Regions from separate parts of the Zea mays genome. Here regions 1 and 3 are each linked to region 2. Evidence: chromatin contacts called from public Hi-C data. All regions are on one chromosome and are shown on one strand. The core of a region is the stretch at or near the end of the contact, and the rest is flanking DNA. Distances in the headings are between cores, read along the strand shown.

Region 1 (4,476 bases), core at 1,945-4,444, 140 kb before region 2:
TCACCTCTGAACTCGACGCTGACCACGTCGCTACTCTTCACGCTCAGGCCACCAGGTTGCACAATATCCGATCCCTCATGTCCATCATATTGGACCCAACATCCTCCCACAACCCTTGTTGGTGGAGTCAGATCCTCCTCACTCTTTAGCGATATGCACTTGCCGATCACATCCTCAACGACCTCGTCGCCCTGCCGTATCCTTCCTTTGTTGCTGAGCAAAGGGACTGCTTCCACTACCATTCATTTGGTACCAAACACCCTTGCTCAAACTCAAGTTCTTAAAATCCATATCCATGTTGAGAAAGGCCTCTCAATTTCTTCGTTTTTGGTGCTCAATGCCAAAGGGGAAAATTACTAGGCCAAAGCAAAAGAACCGCACCGCCAAAGCAAAAGGACTGTACCACCACCTTGTTTTTTAAAACTTTTTAGTCTTCCAAATTGGTACTGTTTCATTTAAGAAAACCCTCTTGACAGCTAAGAGGAGAAAAATGTTTTCAAACTAAAAGGTGAGAATTTGTTCATGGAGAGCATTTATTTGGCCAAAACAAAAGCAAGGGGAAGAATTCTTCAAAACTTAGAAATGCTTGTGAAAATTCCATTTCTATACTTTCGGCCAAAAGAAAATGAGTTTGAAAAGATTTTATCAAAAGTTTGCAAAATCGAATGCAACTGGTGCAAATGTGTTCCAAAATGTTAATCATGTCAAAAACACTCATATTCACTTAGAACTGCTTTGTACTTAGTATCTTATGAATACTTGAGCAAATTGCAAACTAGTTACAATTTTCATAATATGATATTTGCTTTGTTTATGTGTTGACATCAACCAAAAAGGGAGAGATTGAAAGGTAAATGACTTTAAACCATTTTCTATATTGATTTTGGAGCTTGATGACCATCACAACCATGCCCCCACCGGCGGCATCGACGAACCACCCGTCTTCCGGTGTGCGGACATCCTCATCAGCTTCTGCGAGCGCAGATGCACGCCGCCTGAGGCTATCTAAAGGCCGGCAAATGTCGATGCTTGCTCATCGTTTCGTAACGTTTCCGGAACAAAGAGCTCTCAAAGCTAGCTTTATGATCGGCTATGTGCTGAATCCTGAATTAATGGAAGCTTTGGCTAGGCCAGGATATGACTTCTCGGTTATTTAAGAACTACACTTAATGCTACATACAAAGTCATCGATGAAACGAGCATACGACAACAACAGATGAAAATTGTTCGTTCTATGCTTTACTCAAGGGCCCCTTCATTGGATCTGCTGCAATGCAACAATATGCTGACGTCACTCAGCCCTGCCGAAAATGCAACCCACACCACATGCCTGTTGCCAGTAGTGCTTAAGATAAACATGTGCCTTTTCCCCCCTTGGAAGACAAAAGCATATATCCCTACTTTTTTGGCGTAAATTTCAACTCTGGTTACAGATTGATTTCGTACCGAAAATGATCTTCATTTTAGATCTCACCATCCCAGAGTTCGTCGATTGTTTTGTAAATACTCTGGGGGTGCACAAACGCGTCATTTCTGATTTGCTTAACCTGTTCCCCCACCAAAAGGAGTACTAGTTCATATGGATAGAGTGCTAGAGACATTATTGCAAAGATATATGACTTCCTGCATAATAATAACTTAATTAAAAATGGGGAGGATATGTACCTGTTCAATTTCAGAAAACTTGGCGCACAGCTCATCAGGAATGGACCAACCAAACAGGTCAATGTTCTCCTTCAACCTCGACTCATTGGCGCTTTTGGGAAGCACGCTCTGGCCCTGCTGGATACCCCATCGCAGAGCAACCTGTGCCGGAGTTTTCCCCAAGCTCTCGGCTACGGATGCGACCACCGGGTCACTGGCGACGGCTTTCATCCTGCCTAGCGGCGCGTACGCCTGCAGAAAAAAGAACATGAGAAGGAGAAAAAAAAATGCCCAGAATCATGGTACATGCCATGGCAGGCAGGCTCAAAACCATGGGAGACTCACAGAGAAATGAACCCCGCTGGAGCAGCAGAACGCTCTGAGCCTCGCCTGCTGCCAGCCGGGGTGACACTCCACCTGATCAACGGCTGGAGTGACACGGGCTACGGCAAGCAGATCGGCCAGCTTCCTGGTCGAGAAATTGCTGACGCCTACCGCGCGAGCCTTGCCTGAGCCGTACAGCCTCTCCATTGCCTGCCAGGTCTTGGGCATGTCGAGGTGGACGAAGTTCTCTGGACTGAGCTCGCTGCCTCTCTTTATCTGGAAGGGCCAGTGTATCTACGAAGGTCCCGGAGGTTTATTAGTAGTAGCAAAGAAAGGGGGTCTGTTGGCTCTTGGCCTCTTGCAGTGTACGTATTCAGGTTACCAGGTACAGGTCAAGATAATCTAGCTGCAGATCATTCAGGGTGATGTCGATCGCCAACGGCACGTCTTCAGGTGCGAGATCGCTGCACCTGTGTAGCTTGACGCTCAGGTTGTTACGAGACTGATGGACACGAGAGCAGTAACACAGTATCCATGGTAGTACCATATCTTTGAGGTGATGAAAAGGTCTTCTCGCTTGACGACGCCGTCATCAAAGAGCTTGTTCAGAGCAACGCCGATCTGGGAACACGTTAGTGGTCGCAACTATAACCGAACTGCCATCGCAAATGTGAATCGAAGATACTTAATTGCAGGGTGGAACGTGGATTGCGGCGGCTAGCTACCTCCTTCTCGTTCTTGTATAGCGGCGCGCAGTCGATGTGCCGGTACCCGGCCTGCCATGGCAGTTTACAAGCAAGCAAGCAAGAAGGCAGGATGAATAAGGCCCGGGCTCAAGCAAGGGCACAGGTCAAAACAAACGGAACAGCACACGCGCGGATGTAAAGCTCGGAGCAGAAAGTGCTCGATGGTGAGGCTAGGACCTTGACGGCGGCGGTGATCGCGTCGGCGACGACGCCGGGTCCGGCCTTGTAGGTGCCGAGCCCTACCGAGGGGATGCGAGCCCCGGTGTTGAGCGTGAAATAGGTGGCCATCCTCGTCTTCTTCCTCCACTTCTCTCCGCCCGCCGCTCTCCTCTCCGTCGCTGTCTATCCGAGACCGAGAGGGCTGGATACAGTTTGGGCAACGGACGGCAACTGGCACGGCTATACGTGTCCCGGTCAGATGGAGTCAGTCTGTCGAGCACGCGTGCCAAGAGAAAAAACGAGCTAATAACGACGCCGAAACCGCGGCCCCATTTCAATCGCTGGTAGCCTGCATATACGACTCTACGCGGCTGCGTTTTGTCCTTGTCGGTTGTGCTTGTGCATTGCCCGGAATCTAGTGTTCTGCATCTGCATGGTAGTAGAAACGATCGAGACCGTTTGCCCGGCGAAAATTAGAGATCCGGGACTTTGCACGCAGGTCGCAGGCCGGTGAATTTGGTGGGGTCACGGACGGAACGCAGACCCTCGTGCCGAAAATTTCAAGGATGCAAAACGCTTCGGATCAGCCTAGCTTGCCCATGCGCCGAACGGGACAGGACAACGCAGCAGCAATGGGGACCCCCGCAGCCCCGCTTGTCTGGGAAGGATCACAATTCACAACACGGTACCACACCAGCACTGGCATAGTGGCAGGAAGGATCACAATTCACAACACGGTACCACACCAGCACTGGCATAGTGGCATGCCATTCACACAATTGTTATCTATTTCAGGCGACGCAAGTTAGCACTTAGCACGTTCAGCAGCTTACTCTGTGGATAATGTAAAACAGTGTTTTGTGTGACTATAGTGGTGTTTGGTTTCTAGAGACTAATCTTTAGTCCTTCATTTTATTTCATTTTAGTTCTTATATTGTCAAATACGGAAACTAAGGGGGTGTTTGGTTTCTATAGACTAATTTTTAGTCCCTACATTTTATTCCACTTTAGTTCCAAAATTGCAAAATATAGAAACTAAAACTCTATTTAAGTTTCTATATTTGTCAATTTGTACACTAAAATAGAATAAAATGAAGGGACTAAACATTAGTCCACAGAAACCAAACACCCTCTAAAATAGAGTCTTAGTTTCCGTATTTAGCATTTTAAGTACTAAAATAGAATAAAATGTAGGGACTAAACATTAGTCCTAGAAACCAAACGCCCCCTATATGAGTGAACTACTCAACAGGGTCTCATCATAGAGAATACATGGAGCATAAAAAAATAGTGAGGAGATAAAACGATGAAATTCCAATAGTAATGATGCCTGGCGAATTAACTTATTTGGTCACAGTTTTACCAGAAAAATCAACTGACACTAGGACAGACTGCAGCAGCACATCCCGTAGCACAAAGTAAAATCACCGACAAATTTCTCAATAGTTCGTGATACAGGATGGCACCAGAGCTTCCGAGCACTGAACCTTCATTTCAAAAGAGCAACTTTGGAGGTGAAATGATCTGACGAGCCCTAATGGAACGCTGCTTGCTCCCTGCTCAGGAGTCAGGAGGGACAACGGCGTCCTTCTTAAAGTTCACC
Region 2 (4,316 bases), core at 210-2,709:
CATGCATCGCACCTTCATGACTTCATCTACTACATATACCGGCCGGGCCGACGTACCCGACTCACTGTGAGATCGATCGATCAAGACGACATGCATGCATGCGTCCTCTCGCCGTCGAGGTCCCCCTGGCCAGGCCGGCCGACCGGCTTCAATAATGCAGAGCTGCAGCTACTGCAAGAGGAGGAGGGAGGGGCCTGTGCCTGCCCCTGCGTTTGCGTTGCTTGCAATCACAACGGTGCTGTCAATGGATCACATCATGGTTTTTTAATACTTTTTGTCTTTGTCACTGATTTATTTTTTTGTTGTCCAGATATTTCGTTTATGTCGCTGAATGGAAAGGTTAATTAAATCCGCGTATTAAATATACTGTTTAGTTAGTAGTATGTAAATTAAATATAAAAGTGAGGGATTGTACCCCTACACACAGACACAAGCTCACAAAGTATTTTGTCCACTTGAAAAACTTAAATTTGTTTGAAAAACGTCATGGTAAATGGAGGGAATGGAATTATGTATCACCTAGTGGAGTAATTTATGCAGTAAATTCTAAAATATATCATCCATGAGATAAGTATATAATGGAGTATACTTTTTATTTAGTGTAGAGGAAAAAAAGATAAATATGTGTGCTTCTTTTTACTGGGAATATGTTATTATGTTTTTAGAATTTATGTTCAAAAGAACTCAATGAAAATATAATATTTTTATGTGGTCATGATTGAAGTAAGAGTGTTCTCATTTGATTTTTATTGTGGTTAGCTGAACAAACAAGGGGGAAAGTTGACGGCTTGCGGCCACCGTGGCACACAGCCGCTGTGCTCGCTGGATAAACAAAAAAATATGAACGGATAAACAAATCAGTCACAAAAACAAAAAATCTGGATAAGAAATAAATCTAGACGGATAAATCAGCGACATAAACGAAAAATCTGGACAACAAAAAAAATCAGTGGCAAAGACAAAAAAAAAGTGCCCATCGTGGGGCTTGAACCCACGACCACAAGGTTAAAAGCCTTGTGCTCTACCAACTAAGCTAGACAAGTTTTGTGTACATAACAAAGCTCGGCGCCAAGATCTATGGCGCCGAGCTCGGGGCCACGTCGGTGCCACGACGTCCGTTTGTGCCAGCGCAGCACGCACCTCGGCGCCATAGCCTATAGCGCTGAGCTGTGTTACCTCGGCGCCATTGGCGATGGCGCCGAGCAGAGGGTCTAAAAATGACATTAAAATTTTCTAAGGTCCAAACGTATATTTTTTCTCGAGTAAGGGCCAAAATATAAAAAATTCGGCCGCTGCCGCCATGCTATACGTAGTCAGTAGTGAACCCAAAAAGTTGCTCAAATATCAGGCCCGATCCGGTCCCTTATCCGCTAAATGATCCCGTGGGGCCCGTCTGCCAGTGACCCAAACAGCGCCTAACCACTCCTTCTGACTCAATCGCGAAAAGACTACGCGCACACGTCAAACTGTCCCACACGACCTGTACCTGCCCCGCCGCCCACCGGACGCAACCGCGTCCGACCACCGCCGCCGGAACCCTACGCCCCCGCCTCGCCGCGCCATGGCGGATCCGCCGCCCGTGGCTGCCTCCGCCTTGCCGGCGCAGCCCGACCAGGTCGCCGCCTCCGTGTCCACCCCGCAGAACCCCAACCCTAACCCCCTCCTCTCCCCCCAAATCCCCCCGTCCCCGACCGTCTCCGACCTCTCCGCGCACATCTCGTCCCCTCAGCAGCTCGACCCGGTGGCTGCGGCAGCTGCCGCTTCGGGCGGCGGGGGATCCATGGATTACCCCCCGCGCCCGCCGCAGCTGCAGGCGCCTTCGCCCACGCAGGCGGGGCCCGGCGCCGCCGGGTTTGGCCAGATCCCCCGCTCGGGGTCGGCCTCACGCCTCTCCACGGCCAGCCAGCTCCAGCAGTACGCGGCTAGGATGTACGGCGGGCAGATGAGCTTCTCGGGTGGCGGAGGTCTCGTGGGCCAACAGCAGCAGCTGGCGGGGCGCACCCCCGTGCTTGGGCAGGGCCAGCTGGGGATGCTGCAAGGCCAGGGTAACGCGGGATCTGCGGCACATTTTGGGCTTCAGTCGCAGATGATGGCGCAGGTGAACTACTTAATTTCGAGGCTCGGGAACTCCTCTAGTAGTAAACATATTTTTGCATCTCCTCATGCATAATGTCCACCGTTACCGCCAAGGATAATACGTCAAAGGTTTTAGACTTCTGCTTTAGATTTCTCCTGCTATTTAAGCAATCTCAATAATTTCAGATATCAATCTGTCGGTTACAAATTCCTTACCTTTTACTCTCTTGAAGCTGGTGGTTACAAATACCTTAGTACGTTACCTTTTACTCTCTTCAAGCTGGCTGGTTTTGATGGGTGCAAACAGCTTTGCTTTGTTATTGCAAGGTACTGAGCCAAATGCTTGGACAAATGGAATCATAAAAGAATATGCGTTAGTAGTCAAAGCTGATTAAACAAAGTTGAATAGATTTTCTTTACCCATGTGTGACCAGGTAAAAGGAAATGAGTACGGAATCCACATGACATCTAATTTTTTAAGGACATAATATCTAATTCTTTCAATGTTAGTTTTCACCCTGTGAGATCATGATATTGACAAAGAAAAATCTGTTGGTTCTTACTCTTGAATGTGAAGGTAGACTGTGAAAGAACGTAAGTTATCTAAACTTGGTTATGGTATCTCAATGTTCACTAGTAGGCAGTTCTACTTATGGCAGTAAATACTTATTTTACTGATAAAAATGGCACAATGAATGGATTGCCTGTTAAAAGGAGTGATAATGTCCCCAGATTACCTTTGCAAATTTTGATCGTGAGAGGAAAGTGTTTCATTTCAAGGTAGCTACATCCAGCTGGTTTTAAATTAAATGCAGGAAGAGTATTTTGTTCTTAATTTCTTTTTCTTAGAGACTACTAGTAGAGTGATTGACCTTTCCTGTTACTGCAGGCTAGGCAAAAGGGCATGGCACAAGGCACCCAATTGAATAATGCTAATACAGCTCAAGCGCTACAAGGGATGCAGCACATGGGTGTCATGGGTACTATGGGGATGAACCAGATGAGACCAAATGGAACTATTCCCTATGGTGCTCAACAAAGGTTCGCCCATGCGCAAATGAGACCACAAGCGTCTCAACAACCTGCACTGTCTCCACAGGTACCCTGACAGCCTACATCTATATACAAGAGATAAGGTTCCACAAATTCGTATGCATGCCCCTCTGGTTGCTCCAGTATTAAGGAATGCTGCAGTGTGTTAAGATTCTAGTTGTAAGCACATTTATTTGTCCCGATTCTGAAAGTACTAAACAGTATGTTGGTAACATGTCTTGTCTTTCTTTAATCCACTGTGTTATTAAAACTGTTTTGAGTTTTGAGATCAGCATGCCTTTATTCTATTTCCCATTAATCTTTTATCAAACCTGAGTTGCACATGGTACATGCTGAAGTTGGTATGTATCTTGTTGTTTATTTTCATTCCATTTACCACATATCTTGTTTATGTAATGTTTGCTATTCTCTGGGGGAATACATAACGTTTTATATATGATTGGTTTACAGAAGGTGCCTGGTCAAGGTCTGTCGAGGACAGCATCAATTGCAGCATTAAATTCACAACTGTCTGGATCATCACAAAATGGACAGATGGTGGCAATGTCTATGCCTCAGCAACAGCAGTGGTTGAAGCAAATACAATCATCCATGGGCTCACCAGTTTCCCCACAGCAACAATATCAGCAGCAGAGGCTCCTGTTTATGCAGCAACTGCAGCAGAAGACAGGATTGAGCCAACAACAACTTCTCCAAATCCAACAACAGCATCCACATCTCACTGCCCAACAGCTGATTCAGCAGCAACAAATTTTGCAGCAGTTTCAGCAGCAGCAACTGCTACAATCTCCGCGTGTTTCAGCATCTGGTTCACAGAAGTCTGCGAACCTTACAGGCTCGCAGCCGGGTACACCATTGTCAGGTGGAACCATGACTGGTGGAAGTGCAAGTCAGGGAGCCGAAGGAACTAGCCAACTTCTTGGGAAAAGAAAAATACAAGATCTGGTTGCACAGGTGTAGCTCTTTTCTTTTCTGTGCAACTCAACTTTGCTGTCCCTGGTATAATTCATGTTACTTGGTCATACTCAAGTAACTCAACTCTCCATTTTGATTGGAAACAGGTTTCTTATTTTTATAGTTGAATATAATACTTTGGTCTGTTCTTAAACAATAGTCTTATTACAGGTAGACCCCCTAGGCAAGGTTGACCCTGAAGTGGAGGATTTACTTCTAGAAATCGCCGATGA
Region 3 (4,343 bases), core at 669-3,168, 200 kb after region 2:
TGCAGAGTGCAGATGCACACATTTTCTTAATTCTTACATTGGCAGCTCCACCAATCCAGTACTTCTGAGCTGATTCACATGGAGTATTTATGATGAACTCTCTTGTTTCTGAATCATAAGTTGCTATTGTTTCTATTCCTCGCACCTTTTGTAACAAAGAAACAGCAACAGAACTTAATCAGCACAGTTAGTGAGATTATACCGTAAAAAGTATGCTTAGCCCAAATCTATGCACGTACATTGCTTCCATGGCCTAGTTCTGTCATTGCAAAACAACCCTTGATATCATAATTTTCCGTGGCAACCAACCACTTGTCATGGTGGCGCTTTGTTCCAAGAAACTTGATGGCACTGCCCCTGGAACACATAGAGAAATTTAATAAACTAAACATGAGAAGATTGCAAACAAAAGAACTCCATACAACACTGGTAAACTCTACACAACAAGTGGCTTACTGCTGTACTACAAGAACATTCTCACCAAAGGAAATAAACCTAACAAAAACATGCTGGCTTCTTTAAGAGTCAAGACCATTCCTGTAGTATCATTGCTAAGCATTCACTTTAAACAAAGTTAATATAAAGACCCAAATGATCATCTGGTCTTGAAAATCTCTGTAAAACTGTTATAACCTCAGACACAGACCTGTTTGTTTTGGACCCTAGAAAAGCTACCTGGCCCAGGCAACAATTCCATGCACCCAAAATTTACTTGTGTGCGGCTAGATGATAAATTCTAGTAGCAGAATGATACAGAAAGGCATCCTGGTGCTGACATAAACCGTGGCTTCCAGCTGGTCAACGCCAGCACCATCACTATTAATTATTCCCTCCATCCTAAAATACAAGGTACCGTAGAAATTTTAGGACAGATTATGCAGTAAAACAAATGACCAATAACCCTCCCTTAACTATAGAGAGATCTTGTGCTTACTATATTTTGAACCTAGTGGTACACACTAATGGCAGGTCCGCATGTGGTTGGTGCTTTGGGAGAGTTAATTCACCTAGAATACCTTATAACTTGAGACAAATTTTAAATGCTTCGGTATAGGGAGTACAAAGCAATAGGCTTCGTGTGCATTTTGTTTCTGTTTCATTGCGGTTTGTCTATCTCAAGGACCTGAAGATTTCCTGTAGCCCGTTGGGGGCGTGTCTACCGTTTAGGGAAAACACAAACCACCCAAAAGAATTAGCGCATCGAAAACACCGGATGGAACTTTTAAACCGCAGGCAGAAAGCATAAGCAATCAGTTATACGAAGGACCCAGAATAACGCTGGAAATAGCTAGCAGCAAAAATTACCAGAGGAAGAAGTGGACGCCAATCTTGATGGCGAGAGAGTGGTCATAGATGGCGATGCAGTCGAGGAGCGCTAGTTTGCGGAGCTCGGCGGCAGCGCCGTCCTCGGTGAGCCACCCGCGGAACACGCCGCGCCGATTCAGGTACGCGATCCGCCGCATGGTGGCCTCCCGCTGCCCTTCCTTGCCGTCGTTGAAGTCCGGCGCCACGAACACCCTGGATCCCGTCCGCGAACTCCGGCTGCGGAAAAGGGGGCTCTCCTCCATGGCGCGGAAGAGCCAGTCCCGCGTGGGCAGGTCGTGCCCGTCCAGCAGAAGCCTGAGGTCGGCCGGCGCAAACGCCGCCGGCCGCTCCGTGGACTCCGGCGGGACGTAGCTGAGGCAGCAGGAAGGTTCCAGGGGGCTGCTCGCCGGGATGGGGGCGGCGGCCGCGGCGAGGTGGCGCGCGATGGCGGCGGCGCGGCGCGCCGCGGGCGACGGCGAGGTGAGGTCCATCGCGGAAGGGTTGGGAGCTTGCGGTTCGGAACGGAACGGAGGAGACGGAGCAGTGCCGTGGAGGTCTGGGTGATCGACGGGATTGCTGGTGAGAGCGGGACAAGGAAGCAACAAAACAACCTTGAGGTAAACGATGCGGCGCGATGAGACGAGTTGTTGAGTGACGATGACGAAGACGAACGAGACAATCCAAGTCGGGTGTCAGAAGAAACCGAGAAATCGCGCCAATGATACAGAGTATATGCGCCGAGTCAGCGTGAGGTTGCATCTCGGCACACGTTTCTTTGAGGATAGGGGAGAACAGTTTTTTTTTATGGAAGAACGGTTTGACAAAGCTTGTCAGTTGAAGCCTTTGGTCGTTCATGGGTTTTCTCCACTCCTCTTGAGGTGATCACATGCTGGCCCTCTTTTTTTTTCCTTGACAAGTCAAGAAGCAACAAAAATTACAGCATATACCAAGATGCAAATCTTTTTTTAGAAGTTTAAAACATTTTTTTAGAACAAAACTGTCGGTTGCTAGCTTCATTCATATATAGTTCGATTTTCTAGTCTAAGAGCATCTTTAAGAGACTCTTTATTTTTTACTCTCTATTTGACTCTTTATTTGTCTCTCCAGTTACAATCGAAGTTCAACCGAAAGGGAAGTGCAATCCTAAGAACACAAGAATTTCACAGGAGTAGGATAGGAATTTTACAAGTTTTCGTTTAAAAACGCAGGAAAGACACAGGATTCAGGAAATAATCGTTCAATCCAAAGAAGCCCTAAGTTTGAAGAGAAAGCTCTCAAGTTCAGTGTGTTCAGATGCCGCCGTCATGTTTCCTGCGAGTATCCTGGTCCTCCTTCCATAACTAAAAGATATTCCTGCTGGAAACAGAGTAAACTTGAGTAGTTTTGTTTGCAGTTGCGCTACTTGTTCAGTTAGTTGAGAGTTGTTGGTGGGTCATGACCGATCATTTTCGTGGACGATTTTTATCCTTACAGCCAGGATCAATCATGGTGCTATTGTGCTACTAGATTCTCCGTATGGCAGAATGAAAGTAGGGTTGTAATTGAGATTTCAAGATATGTTGTTTACTTCCGCGTGAAAAAAAAAAACAGTTGGACTGTTGGATTTTGTGGACCTAAGCCAATAGAGAAAAAACAATTGATTCCTAAAAAATCTTAAAAGCTCATATATGGCGTGAGGCAGCTTTTTACATGATGAATATTTCTGCGTGTCATGGACCAGCTATTGTACTTTATTTACATGATACGTGAGCATACGGAGAAGGGCGATGAATTTCTGAGACACGATAAATAAACCCAATCACACCTTAAAAAAAATTAATTGACACATACTACGAACCGACTGCTAACAGCAATTTTTACATAAGGAAGAGTTGTCCACCAGTAAAGAAGTGCTAGAATTTTTTACACAAGGAAGAGCTGCCCAGCAGTCAAAATCCAGCCGATTTGCCTGTTACTACTATCCTCCTGAGATGCTGACGGCTACCTTCGCAGAGCTGCACTGCCCGGTGCTTGGGACCTTGAGTCCCATGTCGATCCGTTGTTAAACTGTCCACGAACGGGCTCGTACCTCGCTGCCGTCGCAGAAAGCCTGTTATTCTGATGGTTTGATGGGTATCCCTTTCGCCGCTGCTGATTCTGGTGCGGACCGTCGGTTTGGAACCCTGCATTATACACCTGTTGATTGTGGATCTCATATATTCCTCCAGGTGGCAACCCTGCTCTATAAGCATGGACTTGATTATGGCTTTGGTATGGCCCTGTTTGAAACCCAGTAGCGTATACCTGCTGATTATGATTCTGGTAGGGTTCAGCTGTCTGGGACCAAGTAGGATACACCTGTCGAGCAGTATGGTTCTGGTAAGGCGCGGTCTGATGCACTGCAGTATTTGTTACTTGATTGCGGATGGCTGTTTGCCGAACTGTTGTCGGCTGCACATGGTTGTGGTATTGCACTGCTGTTTCATGTGCTGTAGTGTTCGCTAGTGGATTTTCATGGACTGATCTGGTTCCAGTAAACCCTCTCGCGCTGGGTGCTTGGCCTCGATCACGCCACATCTGTCCTCTAATCCTGCTATGCACATTATTCCTTGGAGATTTTGGGTAAGAGTTCTCTCTGACTCTCACACCAAGTTTCAAGCGAACAACAGGGGTACACAACAGTGCCAATAATTCATTCCGATCGATATGTTCCAGAGACTTAAACTTGTGACAAGCATCATTGAATGCAATAGCAATGAGGTCAAGGCCTTTCATACTAACTGCTCTAGCGGCATTATCAGGTCTCTCTACAGGATCTTCAACCTGAACAAAAGATGGCAAAGAGATGGGATGTAAGTTGTAAAATACATAGGCTAAAATTAAGATAAGCAACAACTACCAAATGCATAGGCATTCCTACAAATAAATGGTAAGATTTCCTCATCCAACTTGGGTTGTTCTGGATTCGCTCAATCTGGCCCGAGTAAGTAGATATGACATTATCTGTTAAGGCATTGATATGAGCAAACTGCAAGTAATGAAAGCAGTGGTCAGAACAT

What was found. A called contact is a pair of places that touch in the nucleus more often than the background predicts.
Region 1: a Hi-C map of tassel shows a contact between it and region 2, with 4 times the contacts expected there. The contact joins the promoter of LOC100381673 here to the promoter of LOC100383633 in region 2. A contact is called at or near these places in 6 of 25 Hi-C or Micro-C datasets (ear, leaf and tassel).
Region 3: a contact with region 2 is called in a Hi-C map of leaf, with 5 times the contacts expected there. The contact joins the promoter of LOC100285661 here to the promoter of LOC100383633 in region 2. A contact is called at or near these places in 5 of 25 Hi-C or Micro-C datasets (ear, leaf and tassel) and 1 of 3 datasets of contacts at active chromatin or transcription factors (seedling).

The regions. Positions count from the first base shown.
Region 1 is chr3:184,698,994-184,703,469 of Zm-B73-REFERENCE-NAM-5.0, forward strand. It overlaps LOC100381673, which reads right to left and starts at 3,195. Exons shown (of 6, transcript NM_001174486.1): 1 at 2,694-3,195; 2 at 2,513-2,589; 3 at 2,351-2,446; 4 at 1,990-2,262; 5 at 1,666-1,896; 6 at 1,242-1,547. The coding sequence starts at 2,515. The coding sequence ends at 1,464. It overlaps LOC100037812 (Aldose reductase), which reads right to left. Exons shown (of 7, transcript NM_001112512.2): 7 at 3,947-4,476. The coding sequence ends at 4,465.
Region 2 is chr3:184,842,517-184,846,832 of Zm-B73-REFERENCE-NAM-5.0, forward strand. LOC100383633 (transcription associated factor1) reads left to right here and starts at 1,460. Exons shown (of 8, transcript NM_001176281.1): 1 at 1,460-2,098; 2 at 2,966-3,175; 3 at 3,580-4,083; 4 at 4,255-4,316. The coding sequence starts at 1,562. TRNAK-UUU (transfer RNA lysine (anticodon UUU)) reads right to left here and starts at 1,043; the gene lies at 971-1,043.
Region 3 is chr3:185,044,178-185,048,520 of Zm-B73-REFERENCE-NAM-5.0, forward strand. It overlaps LOC100285661 (acyl-coenzyme A oxidase 2), which reads right to left and starts at 1,919. Exons shown (of 13, transcript NM_001158552.1): 1 at 1,306-1,919; 2 at 240-357; 3 at 38-145. The coding sequence starts at 1,796. It overlaps LOC100383526 (Protein HESO1), which reads right to left. Exons shown (of 9, transcript NM_001176174.1): 8 at 4,205-4,312; 9 at 3,148-4,107. The coding sequence ends at 3,286. LOC103651016 (a long non-coding RNA gene) reads left to right here and starts at 2,085. Exons shown (of 2, transcript XR_564529.3): 1 at 2,085-2,183; 2 at 2,413-2,860.